Regions from separate parts of the Mus musculus genome. Here region 2 is linked to region 1. A link is a contact called in public promoter capture Hi-C data. All regions are on one chromosome and are shown on one strand. The core of a region is the stretch at or near the end of the contact, and the rest is flanking DNA. Distances in the headings are between cores, read along the strand shown. Region 1 holds the start of Mapk1ip1l (mitogen-activated protein kinase 1 interacting protein 1-like). Region 2 holds the start of Parp4 (poly (ADP-ribose) polymerase family, member 4).

Region 1 (5,846 bases), core at 1,012-3,511:
TTCTTTTCACTTTCTAATCTTGACAAATATTTCTGTAGGTTTAAAATTTTTGATCTAAATAAATTTTCGCTTAATATATTAAATCCAAAAGCTTTGTCGTTTTTAAAGATTTGTGTGCATGTGTTAAATTCAGGAGCATACCATGATACACTTTCGAAAGCCAAAGGACAACTTTTTGAGGGCTAATTGTCTTGTGGCTTGACTTTGAGGCTTAGCCTCTCAGCCTCCAGCTGTAGGCATGCTGAAGTTCCAGCTGCTAGCCACAGTGCCTAGGTTTTCACATGGTTTTCAGTGAGCAAACTCAGGGAGTGAGGAGTTTTTGGCAAGGACCTTTACCTGCTAATCCAAAACCTTGGCCCCAGCCTTGTGGTTGTGTTTTTCATTCTTAGTATTGGGAGCTGGAGGGTGGGGGAGGATGGGAATTAGCAGGTGTGAGGTCAAAGGACAAAGTGTGGAGTTACTTATCTTTTACCTTCATTCTAAGGGTCAAACTCCGATTGTCAAACTTGTACAGCAGGCACTTTAACCTGCTGAGACGTGATTCCAGCCAGTGGTTTGGTTTTTTAAGCTTTCCTACCTTGGAATGAAAGTGAGGACATGACCACTTTTTGGTATGGTTGAGAAGAGAGGTTTTACTGTAGATATGAGGGAGAGAACAGCCAGTGGCAACTGGAAGAGTCAGACTGAACAGGGTCGTGGCGGGTGGGGAATAAGGGTGGGGTGGGGTGGGGTGGGGTAGGGTGGGGGGGTTGGAGATAAAGAGACCTGACAAGAGAAACCAGATTAGGAGAACACTCAGTGGAAATGAAGTCATAGAGGTTAGAGGTTAGATAGGTTTACTGTAGCGGGTGGGGTGAGAAGTGCTGGGGAGGCCACTTACTTGTCTAGGGTTTCTTTGGGACCTGACATACATCAGAAGTCTGGGAAGGAAAAAAAAAAATGAAAAAAATTTTTTTGTTTTGTTTGTTTTCGAGACAGGGTTTCTCTGTGTATCCCTGGCTGTCCTGGAACTCACTTTGTAGACCAAGCTGGCCTCAAACTCAGAAATCTGTCTGCCTCTGCCTCTCAAGTGCTGGGATTAAAGGTGTGCGCCACCACGACCGGCTGAAAATCTGTATGTAGATTTAGATTTTGCTTTCTGGTATGTCAGTTTTGAGTCTCCCAGAAACAGAGGCCAGTCTCAAAAACCCAACACCTCTCATCTTACAGCAGTGGCTTATCAACCTTCCTAATACTGTGACTCTTTAATACCATTCCTCATGTTGTGGTAACCCCCAACCAGAAAATTAGTTCATGGCTACTTCATAACTGTATTTTTGCTACTGTTATAAATAATGTAAATATCTGATATTCGACCCCTATGAAAGAGTCGACGCCCAAAGGGTTCATAAACCACAGGTTGAGGCCACTATTCTTAATTTAAAACTTAAAGGGAATCAGAGATAGCTTATTCTGGACCCATTTTTGAATGATGATGGCACCAAAACACAAATTTAGGTTACCTCAAATTCCATGTCCCAACATGGAACCAGTATCACGAGGTTTTTAGTTTTACAGAACAGAGAACGCTATAAATCAAGGCAAAGTTTAAAACACACTGGTGGATGGATACATTGGAGGGTACATCAAGATAGAGGAAGCTTTTCTATACATCTAAGACATTATCCGATGACATTCTTAGCTTTTGGATTGGCAGAGGCTAGTTGCCTGTTAATAGACCTAAAAGGTTTTTAATCTTATTGCCACAAGATATTAGTTTTGACACAGAGGTGGCTATTCTGGAGGGCTAGCACTAGCCCAAGATAAGGTAATTAGCCCCTGGACCTGCAACATTCCAATCTTTCCACAGTACTGAAATTCCAACTTATACAACTCAGTCTCTGCAGACATATGCTTTTAAAAGTTTTCATTCGCAAGACCTTTAGAAAGACTTCCCTTTTCCCTCATCTCTTTACCCTCGATTTTAACAGGACTACTGACAGCCAGCTTGGAGCCTGTCTACAAAAACCTCTAAACACAGAGAATCCAAACTCCGCTTTCAGTCCCTGGGTTGCGGTGAGCATCACCGGCCAGGGGGTTTCCTTTGGGTCTTTTGGACTCAGGAAGCAGGGAAACCTTCCCGCGCTCCACCCAGAGGGAAACAGCCCAGGCTCCCGGAGCCACGCGGCCCTGCCTGCAGTTTCGTGGGCGGCCGGCTGGAGGCGCAGTGCAAGCTGGGCGGGGCGGGCGGAAATAACGGGCGGCCAGGTCGGCCTCCCCGCTTCCTTTTCCGGTGCCAGGAGGAGCCGTGTCGCTGTCGTCTCGGTCCATCAGGCCTTCAGCGGGTCTCCATTGCCCGTCTCTCTGGACTCACCGCCGCCACTGTGCCGCGCCTAGGACTCGGATCCTGCCGGGTGAGTCCGCTTGGGCGCCTGCGGCGGGGCGCGAGGCTGGCGGGAGACGATGCGAAGACGCGGGGTCCCGGGGGGCCTGGCGGCTCTAGAGCTTTCGATGGGGAGGGTCCCCCGGGAACCAGGCGACCGAGGGATCTAATGTCGCGCCCGTCGGGTTCCGGGGCGCCCACGTCATGCCAGGCTTGGGCGGGGGCGGGCGGGGGGTGAGGGGTTAGGCGGGAGCGGGCGACCCTCCCCCACATCCGCCTGCGTGACCGGCTGGGGGCTGGTTCGCTCCGGTTGATCCCGGATTCCCTTTGTTCCCTTAACCCTAAAGGGCAGCTTGTTTGTCCCCCACACCCCCCCCCCGTCCCCTTGCCCCTCCACCGGTATCCCAGCCACTAATTTCTAATAAAAACGACAGTGGAGGAGACCCGAATCCTTACAGCAAGGTCTGGCGCCTGATAATTCTGTGTGACAAGCTTCTCGCTGATCGTAATTACCCATTCTTTAAATGACTACGGGGGACAGAAGGTGCCATGGGCTGAGTGAGTGACGTTCTCCTTTGAGCTAGCTAGAACGCTTGAACCATTTTTTTTCCTCCCTGCCATGAAAACTGAAAGTAATGTTTTCACGAATCCTAAAGTTGAAGTATCTAAACCAGACCCCACCGTAGATGTGTAACAGCCTACTACAGAAACACACACGTGTTGCCCCCTCCCCCATGTGCGAAAGGCCTGTTTGGAGGCCAAACCCTCAGAAGCTGGAGTCGCCCTCGGAAGTCTTTGTTAGTGGCGCTCCTTGGGTGGGGAGGAGGGCAGTTTTTAGTCGTGGAGTATTGGAGCCACTCTCTAGAACACTTCCCTTCAAAAACTTTTTCCTGCAGCTGCCGAGGTTGGAATGTTCTTTTTGATTACAGAAGGAATCGGTGTCATCTTCATTCTCCCTACAGAGGTTGAGCGTTGGGCTCAGGAACCTTAGGAATTCAGCAATCTTGAGATTCTGTGACTGTTAACTATAGAGGAGCCCTAGACTCGGGGACTGTTAATTAGTAATATTTGCACAGGGTGAGCCTGTAGATAAGTGCTAGCCCGGCTTGCTACAAGGTCCTAAATTCAAGTCCCAAAACTTTAGGGAAGGAAAGAAAAAAATTCAGCAGTTGTAACTATTCAGACTATAGCGGGGAGTGGGTGGAAAATGAAATGGATAAATAATGTCGGGTCAGCTTTTGCCACCAAATAAGTTTGTGCAGTACTTAGGAAATTGCTTTTTTTTTTTTAGTTGCTCTCTGCTTTGAAAATAGACAAAGGTTTGTGGCCATATTGTATCGGTTGTAAAAGCTAACATTTGTTGAGTTTTTTGCTCAGTGCCAGGCAGTGACTTAAGAGATTTATTTACAGATTAGTATAATAAGCCTCAGCAAATCTCTGGAAAATACCCATTTACTGCCATGTATGGGACTCAGAGAACTGGATTTGACCATAGGCCAGGCAGGCAGTCTACTCTGGTGGCTTTTTTGTTCTGTGTTTAAGTGAGAAGGAGAAGATGGGGCTGCAGTGTGGAGAGAGATGGCTCAGGTTGAACACATGCACTATTCTCGCAGGGGACTGGAGTTCTGTCCCAGCATTCACAGCCACGTATAACTCCAGGACATTAAGCACTTCTAGCCTTCTGGGGAACCTCCATGGAAGTGAACAACCCCGTGTATAGTTTTTAAAATGTTAAGAATGGCAGGAAGAGAGAATTGGACATTTGTTGCTATTTTCCAGTTTTAGTCACTGGGTCAGATGAAGTCCTGTTTAGTTCCTGTATAGCATGACAGCCCATTCTAACTTCATGAAGAAACTGAGGTTGACTCAGTCAAGTAAGCTGTAAAGCTATTTAGCACTCTTGTCCAAAACCCTCTGCTAAAACGTCTTACTGCTTTCTGGTATTCCAGCCAATTTGAACTGCATCTGCTTTCCCCCAGACTGGTCTTCCTCTGGTTTTATACAAACTGTTCTTACCCCGGAGCCTGTCTTTAACCTAATACTCTAGCTTTTATTCCAGACTGCAGAGATACCACTTCTCAGGAATGTCTATGCCATGCCACTAATTACTCTAAAGCTTGGGTTCCAATTAATAGGAATACATTATAAGAGCTCCTACTATGATGTTCAAAACATTCCAAGCTTTTTTACTTACCCAGTTATAAAATGGAATATAATCTGATAAATTACCCAGTACTGATCCAGAATCTGCTTTCAATATAATATATACTAATGTAATGCCCAAAATTAACCTGTAAGCCTCACCCTTCCAAGAACCAGGTAACTTCCAGAATGCTAAGAGTTGTAGTTCTTGGAAAACAATAAAATCTTGTGGGAAAGTATGGGGGCCAGTGAGTTTTGTCCAGAAAAGCCCCTCCAACATGTGTTTCCAGGCCACCCAGCTGGAGGTGCCAGTTAGTGGTCCTGGCCAAAGTCCATCTCTTGGTCAGTATTTAATATCTAATAAAGCTTCCTTCAAATTTGGCCCAAAATGGTGGAATTGGTTTTTCTCTGGTAAATCTCAGAATTAACACTGTCACACTCACCCATACAAAAATCATAGAAGTCCTGATTTTCCTTGATTTCTCTGAATTTATTTATCCATATGGTCTCACTGCCTGTGTCTTTAGATTCTTGAACTTCAGCTGGTGGTGGGGTATCGAGGAGGCACGGCTTTTACAAGATTGTTAAGAGCCTTGCTTTTGTCCAGAAGGTTTAATGTTCGTGTTTAAATATGGGGTCTTATATTATTTGGTCTCCAGTCAAAGTTTGGTGGCCTTTCCCTCTAACGCACTGCTTGCCAGTTGTCATAATAACTCAATGGACGTTTCCCCTCCTTACACTCGGAATGAGGATGATTTCCGTAAAGACCATGAAATCTGCTGACAGGTATTTTTCTCTTCTAGTGACTAGTTTTTAAATAGTAACGGAAAGTTGTTTAAAGTTTGTAATTGTGCAAAAAGAAAAAAGGTGTGTGTGTGTGTGTGTGTGTGTGTGTGTGTGTGTGTGTGTGTGTGTGCTTGAGTCTTAAGTTGTGTAACATACAGGATAGCCTCAAGTTCTCAGCCCTGCCTCAGGACCAAGGCCTCCAGAAGATTATAGAGGTACACCGTCTCACCCAGCATTAAAAGTACTCTTGACCAAGAGTTACGCACCTTGTCGTAGTGCCGTTGGGTGTTTTATATGGCTTTTGAGAAAATCTAGGTATTGTAGCATTCTGCAGCCTAGCTCAAGCCTCATCATGATGATAGCTAACATCAGTATTGCTTACTGCTCTAGAGGATAGGACCTGGGAGAATGGAGCCTCTTAATAAATGAGCTGAACTAAAGTCTTATGTAATAACCCACTTTATTCAGAGCATCAGACAATGTATGCTCTTGAGGGTTAAGGGGAGTCACATGAATAAAATGTACAATCGTAAGGGCAAGTCTGTTCTCAGCAAAA
Region 2 (5,846 bases), core at 1,835-4,334, 9.3 Mb after region 1:
ATATATAATTTTACTATTTTATTTTTACTTTATGTGCAAGCATATTTTGCCTTCATGTTAGTATGTGCCCTGACGTGTGTCTGGTGCCTGTAGAGGTCATAGGGGCCATCTGATCCCATGATCCCATGGAACTAGAGCTACAGATGTTTGTGAGCTACCATGTAGGAGCTGGAAACTGAACCCAATCTTGGGAGAGAGAACAGCAAATGCCCATAACCACTAGGCCATCCCATTTTCTCTTCTCCGGTTGATCAAATGCTTGCCTAGTATGTTCTATCCTCAGCACTGTATAATCCAAAATTGGTGACCAGTCTCTCAGGTGGGGAAGGTGAATCAGAAATTCAAGGTCACCCTCCAATATAGAGTAAGTTAGAGGCCAGTATGTTAACATGAGATTCTATATAAAAAGGTCATCAAGAAGAATTGCCCTTTATACTAATTAGTTCAAATAAATCAATATTATTAAAGATAATTAAAATTTTGTACAGACACCTCAAACATGGAGACGGGAAAAGTTTTTGTTTTGCTTTGTTTTGTTAGGTTACATCATAGATGAAAAAGCCAAAGTTCAAAACTACCAAGATCACACACCTAAAATGTTGACAAGAGAATGGAGCTCAGTGGGTAGCAAAGACCTTGCCTGCTGTACCAGAGGCTGAGTTCCATCCACTGCCCTAAGCTGATTAGTCAGTAAATTAATAACTTAAGATGCTGAATGAGGGTTCAAATGGTCTTCTTTTGGCCTGAAACCATGCCCAAAAATCATTTTCTTAAAATGTGTGTCTTTGACAATAATCACAATATTCTCTACTATTTCTGCCTACATTTTATTTGGTATAGTATGTTATGCCACATTGCTTGTTGTCTGAATAAACAAATTTTATCACACTCATCCTTTCTCTCTCTCTCTCTCTCTCTCTCTCTCTCTCTCTCTCCCTTTCTCTCTCTCTCTCTCCTAGTTTTCTTGCCTTCACTTCCCAAAGTATGTGCCACAAAGCATGTCTCCACATTCAAGTTTAAAGTAGCTATTAAGATTTTAATAAAGGGCTGGAGAGATGGCTCAGCGGTTAAGAGCACTGACTGCCCTTCTGAAGGTCCTGAGTTCAAATACCAGCAACAACCATCTGTAATGAGATCTGATGCCCTCTTCTGGGGTGTCTGAAGACAGCTACAGTGTACTTACATATAATAATAAATAAATCTTTAAAAAAGATTTAATATGGAAGTTATCACCTGGAACCTACATACCTATATTTTAAAAGTAGAGTATAATGATCCAATCACTTGGGCAGAGGAAGAGCCTTGAACTAGCTACTTAGAGCTGAAGAGCAGCCTGGACTATATAGAAAGGCCCTGTCTCAAAAAGGCAGAAAGATCTCTGTGAGTTGAGGCCACTCTGGTTTACAGAGTGAGTTCCAAGACACCCAGGACTGTGATACAGAGAAATTCTATCCTGGGGCGGGGGGAGAATAAAATTAAAATAAGTAGCACACAGCACATTATTCAACTGTTGACTGTGTGACCCCACCCCCACCCCCATTGATAAGCTGTGCCAAAACCATGAGTGGCATCATCCCATGGGCTAAGGACCTGAATGGAATTAAAGGGAAAGCAGACAATACTCATCATTTCACTTATTACCCTCTGACTGTGGGCAAGATGCGATCAGACACCTCCTGCTCCTGCAGTCAGACCTTCCCTGCCATGAAAGACTGTACACCCTAGGACTGTAAGCCAGCACACCCTCTCCTTCCAAAAGCTGCTTCTATCAGAGCAATAAGACAAGAAACTAGTAGTACAGTAAAAATGTCTCCTTTTCTGCTTTGCTTTTTAAGAACTCACTAAAGATCTTTGACTTCTGATCCTCCTGTCTGTACCTCCAGTCTGTAGGGACTACACACATATACCACCAACCCTGTTTTTAATACAGTATTAGGGACTGAACCCAGGGCTTCACACAGCACTTTAACCTGCTGAAGCATATCCTCAGTCCAGTAAAGACGTTTCTAGGGAGGGGGAGGTGGCTCAGTCCCTAGAGTGCTTGCCTGGTAAGCATAAAGACCGGAGTGTAACACACCCCCCCACCATTTTAAAAAGGAAAAAGCTGGAAGCTGGCTAGGTGGCTCAGTGGGTAAAGTATTTGCCCTACAAGCCTGATGACATGAGTCCTATACCCAGTCATGTCAAAGAAGAAGAGAAATCATAAGCACACATATGTGTATGCATGCAAACAAATATAGTATATTATATATACTATATATAAAGCCATATAATATACATATAAAGCCACACATAATGGTATGTGCTTGTAACCCCAGTGCTGGGAGGAAGAGACTGGTAGATCCTTAGTGCTCACTGGCTACCTAGCCTAGTACACATAATAAGTTCCAGATCATTTGGCACCTGAGGACAGCACCCAATAAATCATGTCACCAAAATTCACCTTTTACATTCAATTCTCTAGTCTAGACCTTATAGTCTCGTTTCATTCATCATATTCTGAAATTATTAATGGAATTATTTCTAAATCAGTCCCTACTCAGTACATTTCTGATTCTAGCGCCCAGGGCCCACACATGTGAAGCAAATAACCAGCTGAGCTGTCTAGCCCTAGACCCATCGTTTGAGCGTCTCCAATTAGTGATGGATGCTATTGTGCGCTTCAAACTCAGAAGTTCTCATTTTCTTCCACTGTTGCTGCTGAAAATCGAACCCAGGGGCCCACAAATGTTAGCCAAGCTTTCTACCAATGACCTAGCTCTTCAGTCCTAAATTCTCTCTGATGCCCCTTTGGGAAATTTGTTTCTTACCTGCCCTGGGATTCCAGCACCCTATTTAACCCCAATCCGTAATCATTTCTCTGTCAAAAGTCCCCATCCATCAAGTCTCCCAGATTCGAATTTTGGGTTTACTCCTACTGGCAATTTACACTCTGAAAAAGAAAGTGAAAGTCCTGAACGCTAGGCTGATCTGGAAAGCTGAGGCCACGCCTTCTCCCCAGCTGGACAGTCGCAGGACATCCCTCTAAGGGGCGTAGGTCCGGTGTTCAGGAGCCGCAGCCACGGTCCCGCCCCGCCGCGCCCCACCTAACCCGGCTGCGCCTGGAGCGGAAGCACCAAGGCTGGAACGCTGGCTGCGGAGCACGGAGGAGGGGACCATCCGACACCAGGAAGGGCCAGGCGGGATCTCCGAGCAGGTGCGTGGGTACCCCAGGAGGCTGTCTGACAGCCCGAGGGTCCCCGGTAGTCTCTGGTGGTCTTGACCTTCTGAGGCCTGGCTCAGGGTCAGCGGCCCTAGGAGGGGAGTGCCAGGGGAGGGGAGGTCAATGTTGACTGCGCCATCAGACCCACTGCTGTTTTGGGAAAATAACTGCAACAGAACGCAACATTTCTTTACTTTCTGAAAGTTGAGGAAACTTTTGGTAGAAGAAAATAACTCATTGAGGTCTGGAGTTGAAATTTAGCCGAATCTGACTAAGCTCCGGGTCCTATTAAGACAAAAAATAAGTAAAAAAGATGGGGTGAGTTAATTTGCAGTTTTAGCCAAGACTGGGAATAGAGAAATTCTTAGTCTGTCTAGGCCTTACCTATGGCAGTTACAATTTATGTTAATGAAAAAGGGGAAGGCCAGGAAATCCGCCCCACGTAGATTTGTCCTTAGGTTGGATTTATGCCTCTGTCCTACTAAAGGTACTTCCGGTGCTATGGCTATTCTTGGTTGTTAAATTGACGCACCTGGAAAAAAATGAACCTCAATTGAGAAATCGCCTCCGTCAAATTGACCTCTGGGGTGTGTCTGCAGAGCATTTTCTTGATTGCTAACTGAAGGAAGAGAGCTTAGCCCACTGTAGGCACCGCTTCTGGGCAGGTGGTCCTGGATTGTATGAGGTGAGCAGAAACAGAAAGCAAGCCAGTAAACTGCGTTCTTCCTTGACCACTAATTAATCTACTCACTTTACATGCCAATCACAGCCTTTAATCCAGTCAGTTCCTTAAATTGTGCTACTGTTATGAATAGTAAGTAAAAATATCTGTGTTTCCTATAGTCTTAAACCCACTGTCAAAGGGGTCAAGATTGAGAACCACCGGCTTCCACGTTCCTGTCAGGGGTTCATGCCCTGACTTTCATGTTTGACTGTAAGCAGTGAGATGAGGTAAGGAAGAGTAACAACAGGATCAAAGCTGGGATCTGTCTCAGGGCAGCCAATAGGAAGACGGCTTGTGATGGGCTCCCCTACGACACGCTGAAAGGAAGAAACGTGGGTGTTCACTCCCTAGCGAGGCAGCCTTCTCTCTCCACTGTGCAGTTTTTTGTTTTGTTTTGTTTTTTCGAGACAGGGCTTCTCTGTATAGTCCTGGCTGCTCAAGAACTTTTTCTATAGACCAGGCTGGCCTCAAGCTCAGAGATCAGCTTGCCTCTGCCTCCTGAGTGCTGGAACCAAAGGCGTGCACCACCACCACCACCACCACCACCACCACCAGGCTCGAGTTTGATATTTAAAAGCTATTGGAAATGACTTTTTTCCCTTCAGGTCTTTTTGACACGTTTGTATTTGGTTCAGTGAAAGGATGCCTATGTTTTGTTTGTTGGTTTTTTTCTGCTACTTTTCTAAAAGTGTTTTTCAAGTCTAAGGATTTTCTGGTAGAAGCCAGTCATGGGGGCACACCCCAGTAATCCTAACACTCTGGAGGCTACAACAGGAGGATCACCATGAGTTTGAGACCTGAGCTTCACAGTGAGCTCTAGGCCAGCAGGTACAGATTGGATCTCAACATTATACCAGGCCGGTGAGGTGTAGTGGTACACACCTTCAAGCCTAAGACTCGGGTGAGAAAGAACTCTGAGATCGAGCCCAACCTGGTCTACATAGCAAGTTCTAGGCTAGCCAAGGCTAAAAAAAATGTAAAGCAAACCAAACAAATTCACTAAAACCCAGCAACACATAGTGTCTGGTGGGGTCTTTAGGATCTTTTGAGGATTGCATCGTGTCATGCAGAAATAGGGGTGAGTTGGCCGTTCCCTTTCCCATGTCTGTTTCTCTTATTTTCTCTCTTACTAGTCCAGTAAGACTTCTAGCACCATATTCAAAAGAGTGGAGAATGGCCACCCTTGTCTCCTTTCTAACTTTAGAGGAAATTCCCCATGTAGTGTGATGTTGGCTACAGGCTTGCCGTATTTAGCTCTTAAAACATTGAGGTATGCATTTCTTCTGTCTCTAGTTCTGCAGGGGCTTTGTCATGAAGGATGTTGGACTTTGCCAAAGGCCTTTAATGTGTCTACAGATGTGGTCATGTGATTTTTGTCATTACATCTCTTCAGCCCTTGTACTATATTCATAGGTGTGGATGTGTTGAGCCAATCTTACATTCCTGAGATGAAACTAACTTTATCACAGTGTTCTTGAAATGGATTTACAATATTCTTTAGAAATTTAGTGGTTGTTGGAGAATTTGGGCTGTTGTGTCCTCTCTGGTTTGCTGTGCTGTGGCTTTGTAGGATAAGTGTGGTAGTGTCCCTTCCCTTTCTACTTTGTAGAGCATTCTGAGAAGTGCTGGTGTCGCCTTCCTCTTAACAGCATGGGAGAATATGGGAGAATATGGCTGTGAACCATCCCATACTGTGTGAGACTTAGTGGGCACATTTTATTACTATTTCAACTTAACTGCCTATTGCATCTGCTTACATTGTTTATGTCTTCTTGATTTAATTCTGGTCAGTTAAGTAGATCTCGGAATGTATTCATTTCTTCCAGATTTTCTAGGGACTGTTTTGTTTTGTTGTAATACAAGTTAAAGTATTGCCTAAGATGCTCTGTATTTTATTTCAAGATATTATACTATCCCGTT

Evidence for each region. Promoter capture Hi-C pulls out the DNA fragments that hold promoters and counts their contacts.
Region 2: a contact with region 1 is called in a promoter capture Hi-C map of pre-B cells, with 6 times the contacts expected there. The contact joins the promoter of Parp4 here to the promoter of Mapk1ip1l in region 1. A contact is called at or near these places in 3 of 39 promoter capture datasets (cranial neural crest, liver and pre-B cells).

The regions. Positions count from the first base shown.
Region 1 is chr14:47,296,013-47,301,858 of GRCm38.p6, forward strand. Mapk1ip1l (mitogen-activated protein kinase 1 interacting protein 1-like) reads left to right here and starts at 2,262. Exons shown (of 4, transcript NM_178684.6): 1 at 2,262-2,393. Gm35078 reads left to right here and starts at 530. Exons shown (of 2, transcript XM_006519856.4): 1 at 530-611; 2 at 1,971-2,393. The coding sequence starts at 598. The coding sequence ends at 2,376. Socs4 (suppressor of cytokine signaling 4) reads left to right here. Exons shown (of 2, transcript NM_080843.3): 2 at 1-90.
Region 2 is chr14:56,572,535-56,578,380 of GRCm38.p6, forward strand. Parp4 (poly (ADP-ribose) polymerase family, member 4) reads left to right here and starts at 3,085. Exons shown (of 35, transcript NM_001145978.2): 1 at 3,085-3,196. It also overlaps a transcript of Cenpj not described here.